Regions from separate parts of the Mus musculus genome. Here region 2 is linked to region 1. A link is a contact called in public HiChIP or PLAC-seq data. All regions are on one chromosome and are shown on one strand. The core of a region is the stretch at or near the end of the contact, and the rest is flanking DNA. Distances in the headings are between cores, read along the strand shown. Region 1 overlaps Gm6634 (predicted gene 6634). Region 2 overlaps Slitrk3 (SLIT and NTRK-like family, member 3).

Region 1 (2,700 bases), core at 57-2,556:
GGTATTTTGAAAGACTCTATTATTACAGTACAAGAGAGTTGTACTTAACACAATATTGAAATTCACTGACACAAAGGCAATACTGCAGGAAACGGCTGACTGGGGGATAGGTGGCTTTTCACTTTGTATTTCTGTCTTTCCCATTCTTAAGTATCATGTGTTTTTCTTTATTAATCTTCCCACAAATGCTTTGAATGACAGAACAATTAGAAAGAAACCAGACTGCAGTATCTATATCTGTCACTTTAACTGCGTCCTTGCAGACACAAATTCCCTGCTGATTTTGCTGCAATGTTTGATATGAGAAGCAAACTAAACTTAACCTAGCTTATTTTTCTTCAGGGTAGCAATGCATTGTAAGGAATGCTCTCTCCATCGTGTGAAAGCTGCATTTCCCCTTCCTAGAATATGACAGATTGTTGATGGATAAAACCTACTTAGTTTGCTATAGAAAGTTTTCACTGGAAAAATAAATCTTACAGAACTACAGACACAGGTAAATATTGCCTAGACAGTGGGCTGAGTGTATGGGCTAAGGGGTCTCCTCATAACTTCAGAGGAACTGAAGAACAGCTTTAAAGGGCCAGTACTCTCCCTGGTACAAGGATCACTTTAATCTGTAAAGGCACTGGATTTATTGACTCTTAGTGACAAGGTTTATCGGCTTCTGTAACCTTCTAGTAGCCCACCATATCCAAGTGAAGTATATTTTAAATAAATATAAATAATTCTCAATCTATAAGAAAACATGGTTTTCTTGTCAATATAAACCCAGAAATATATGGTCTCAGGAAATACCATAAGGTAAAATTGTAATTAACCAGCAAGAGCTATCACACATACTTAGGAAATTTATTGCCTTCACTTAAGTGCAAGCATGTCCTTTCCTTTTTTCACTATAAGTTTGTTGGTGCAAAGAGGAAGGTGAGCCCTTTATGACATAATATAGAATTGTGGGTATAAAACATCATGCATCAAAGTGACCAATGAATGTTTTTGACCCAACCCATTGGATGCCCTCAGATAAAGAGATTTCTCCAGTTATGTAATTAAGAAAGTAACAGCAGTCCACAGTTATGCATAACTGATATGCCATCAACCACTTTATCCTTTAGTTGAAAGTATTTGTTGCTTTCATTTCTCTCAGGTTCTTTGAATTGAATGGGTTCATATGTTATAGCCTTGATCAATATTTCCTATCTCATTTTACAAAATGGCAAATAGAATTTCCAAGCACTTTGCTGTGCTGCAGAGAGCCCAGCCATCAGCTGCAGCAAGGACATTTGCATTCAGTTAATTGGTACAGATGGTCGCAGCACTGATTTCCTTGTTTCATTCAGCAGAGATCTGGAGACTGGGGCTGGAACACAGATGTCAGAACAGAACTTTTTTGGTGTTTGCTGGTAGCGCTTTCAAATATCATATTCTCTCCTCCCCCGCCTCTCTCTTCTCCTGTCATATTCTAATAAATCCTTCTGAATTAAAAATATAAGGCTTAGAACACTGTATATTAAGCGATATTTCAAACATGCAGTGGTTTCTGTATTGCTGTACTTCAATTTAAAATATTGGAATTAAGATACAGTAAATAAAGCAATTATGAATTAATAACACTTTTAGTGTTAGTTAAAGATCCATATTTAAAAGAAGATGACTACAAATTATTGCAACAACATACAATAATTTGGAGATTAGACATATACATTTATAATGTTGAAATCACCCAAAAAGTACTCAGCATGTAAGTGTTTTGAGGAATAAATCTGGAAAGAAGATGGAGTAGAACGAAGAGAGGAAGGAGAGAGGAGATGGAGAGAGTGGGGCCAGAAGAAAGAAAGAAGAGTAAGAGCGAGAGAGTGAGAAAGATAGCAAGGGAGTGAGAGAGCACAGAATGAAAGAGCACTAATTAGAGAGAGAGACACACACAAAAAACACAGACACACCCAGACATGCACAGACACACACATACACACACACATACACACACACACACACACACATACACATACATAGAGAGAGAGAGAGAGAGAGAGAGAGAGAGAGAGAGAGAGAGAGAGAGAGAGAGAGAGAGATAATGCCCTGAAGTTTCATGGCTTCAGAATGGATATTCTAACTATATAGAAAGAAGTTCATGAAGATATTTAGGACTGGGCAAGTGTCTTAATTTACATTAAATCGCATATATGGCATTTCTGTTTGTGAGTTTATTTCAATAAAATGGTCTTTATATTAAAAAATAGGAACAGACATGTCACTTTATTATTTTGGCCTAGAGTAAAATACAGACTCCTGAGAAACATATGTGTTTGCCTAAGGAATGGGGAAGAGAGAGTGGGATGCTGGTGACAGGAGAAACTAGAAATCCCAATGTGGTTTTTGGGTATGAAGAGAAGCAGAATGATCATCAGAGAAGCAAGGAATTCGTCCCACAGGAATCCCAGTGCAAAGGTAGATTAGCACGAGATTCAAGGCTAGAAAGCTCCACTCCAGAGACTCGAATGCGTTTCTGATGCCATTAGTGAGTCATCAAGTTTATGCAAGGAACTGAAATAGATACAAAGGAAATGGGAGAATGGGGAGGAAGAGAAGGGGAAAGACTGCATAAAACTATGTTGCATAGTTTCATTTCTCCTGTATTTGGATCAAACATCTGAAAGAGTGTTTATCAAAATTTTCACCTAAAGCCCTAGAAGGCTTTAG
Region 2 (2,700 bases), core at 47-2,546, 2.2 Mb after region 1:
CATTTTAATTAATAATAAAAAATAGTGAAGAGAAGCAAATATATGTGATCTTTGTCGATCTCAACAGCAGAGCATTTCTATGAAGGGAATTAGTTATTTATTTTGTAAAAAAAAAAAAGTAATTTCCTTCAATAAGAAAAATGAAGCAGATGCTAATTCATACTTATGATAAGATTAGTGGGATTTAATGGAAATAATATGTTATTATAAACTAAAAATTTTTAACTCAATTTTAGTGCAAAATTAAAATAAGTAACTGAGTCAGGGGATATAAAAATCCATGAAAGGAAAATATTGTCCTCTTAAATATAAAATTTCATTCTCATAAAAATTTGTTCTCACTATATAAATGAATTTATTAATTATTCAAGGGTGAATTTTAAGACAGTGTTACTTCAATATTTGATAAATAAGCTATAAGTATTACAATTATAAAGTTATATTTTATTTCGATAAGCTTTATGAAGACTTATTTTCCAATGCCAAAGCACCAGGGGTGACATTTAACCTGATACGTTTAATATACTGTGTTGGGTGACTCGGTGGTTTTCTAGGAAGGCATTATTAGTGTTTGAAAGATCTAGAGTTTTACGTTTATTTCTTCTGTTCACCAGAATGGTTAATTAGGAAGAATTGGAAGGTTAGTAGTCACTGTAGTTTCAAGTGACTCCACAAGTCGGATTGTAAAACCTCTAAGAACAGTAATATCATTTTATTAAAAAAAAAATCAGTAATAGGGAAGGATGGTTAGAAAGAACCTGAAAGATGAGATATCTAGCGATGGTGACCTATAGAAAGCATACAAAAAAAAAGACATCTGTTTTATAACGCCTTCAACTCTACTAAATATGGAGGACTTCACTTTGACATGTTACATAAAGAGACAGTAATTAGTTGTATGGGCTTTCTAAATTAACTCCAAGATAGAATGAATAGTTGAGGACTGAAATTACATATGCCTTATATTAAATGCAAAGAATCCCTGAAACGTGCATTTTTATATTGATGTACTTGTGTGTTTTATCTGTGTATATCCATCCACACTGATAGTTGCATGTAGTTAATGGTTGCATTAACAAGTTCTAGACATTCACTTTTCCCCCCATCTTATAAATTCAATACCTGAATGCATATACCACACAGATATAGAAACTGATGGTATTCTTCTTTACTGTGGGAAAATGGTGGAATGTAAGGCCTCAGCGACTCATGGTGAATTACATTCAACATGTAAAGATCATTTCTAAGGGCAGCTTTAAGGAACCCAAACCTCACTCCACACTTCTCTGGTGACTGTCTGGAGATAGCTGGAGCTCTGCTGCCATCTACTGGACAAACTGGATAAGTGCCTTTATCCCTCACGAGTCCTAAATTTCAATTTTCTTTGGTTTTGCTCACACGAAAATGGATCATAACTTAAAGTATCCTCAAGAAACTTTGAAACATCTTTTTAATGCCATACAGAAAAATAAAACTAAATCATAATCAAACTTCTTAACTCAAGCATTTCTCTGTCCATTTACTGTGAGTGGTTGCGGGGGGGGGGCGGGGGGGGGGGGGAGACAATGTCCAAACATAAAATTCACAACTTTAGCGGGAAACAGATATTCTACAATTCATTGACTTGAAGTCCTAGACTTTTCTGGAGCTGTGTTTTAGCATGGAGTTTGCGGTGGTACCTAAGCTGCTCTTGGATCTAATTTTAGTGCTTGTTTTTATTTAAAAGAGAGCTACTTCGTTTCTCTGTTCCTTCATGCCATCTGTCTGAAACCCACAGAGGCTCGATTATCTCATCCAGATTAGTCCTATATTTCCTCATCCGGTCACTTTGTTTTCTCCCAGTCACACCCCACCTATGTAACAGTGCCTCACTGGGAAACTGAATTTGAAATTTACAACCCATGAAAAACGGATCAGAATATCCAAGCCCCAATTTAATCCTAATATGGGATATGGATAAGGAATAATAATATTTATCAATATCACAGTGCATCAAACTTGTTAATCATTTAGCTTTCTGTATATCCAGTAAAATAAATCCTTTAAATGTGAGTATGAAAAGCATGGCATAGCTGAAGTTTAAGTTCAAGCTTCGTATCTTCTGTATATAATGTATTATGTTTTTCAAAAACTTTTTATTAGGAAAGCTATACCAGACGCATAATCACTATACAATGATTAAACATTACCTTTACAATTTATAATCACTGAAATTACAGAATAAATATATGCACATTTCCTTTGAATCTTTGTGTGTGAGAGAGAAAACATTAAAAGTGCTTCCTACAAAGCTGTTAGTGATATATACCCAGTTGCTTTTTTATTTTTTAATATCATATATTTATATTTATATATATATGTATAAGAAAGTGCAGATGTTCTCAAAAATCTTGACATCAAGATGAAATGTCACGAGGAGGGTGGCTCAACCCTAGGTGTGTCTCCAGCTGTTAAACGAACAAGCCTTGACTTCAGTAGGATCCAGCCTCGAATGTGACTTTTCCCAGGGTGGTAGGAGAGATGCCGTGAGCTGTACACTAGGAGTGAAGGGCACGTGGAGCTATGTAGAGGAAGAAATAGATCAAACCCGAACTAAGCGTATTAAGTTGCAGGGGAGGTGTGTGTGTGTGTGTGTGTGCGCGCGCGCGCGCGCGTGTGTACGCGTGTGTGTGCGTGTGTGTGTGCGTGTGCGTGTGTGTG

What was found. HiChIP or PLAC-seq counts read pairs in DNA pulled down with a chosen protein or histone mark.
Region 2: an H3K27ac HiChIP or PLAC-seq map of VIP interneurons shows a contact between it and region 1, with 8 times the contacts expected there. The contact joins two enhancer-like sites. A contact is called at or near these places in 5 of 39 promoter capture datasets (cranial neural crest, frontonasal cranial neural crest, hippocampal neurons and 2 more) and 6 of 115 datasets of contacts at active chromatin or transcription factors (SST interneurons, VIP interneurons, astrocytes and 3 more).

What each region holds. Positions count from the first base shown.
Region 1 is chr3:70,801,090-70,803,789 of GRCm38.p6, forward strand. The region is part of intron 1 of Gm6634 (predicted gene 6634); the gene reads right to left. Among named protein-coding and RNA genes, the nearest start is that of Gm6634, 4.9 kb to the right of the region's middle. Within about 2 kb of position 1,307, at least 38 of the 459 cell types and tissues checked have an H3K27ac peak or open chromatin away from gene starts, as enhancers often do. A contact at or near this core is called in VIP interneurons, where this site is marked.
Region 2 is chr3:73,045,150-73,047,849 of GRCm38.p6, forward strand. Slitrk3 (SLIT and NTRK-like family, member 3) reads right to left here. Exons shown (of 2, transcript NM_001357851.1): 2 at 2,120-2,700. Among named protein-coding and RNA genes, the nearest start is that of Slitrk3, 11 kb to the right of the region's middle. Within about 2 kb of position 1,297, at least 3 of the 459 cell types and tissues checked have an H3K27ac peak or open chromatin away from gene starts, as enhancers often do. A contact at or near this core is called in VIP interneurons, where this site is marked.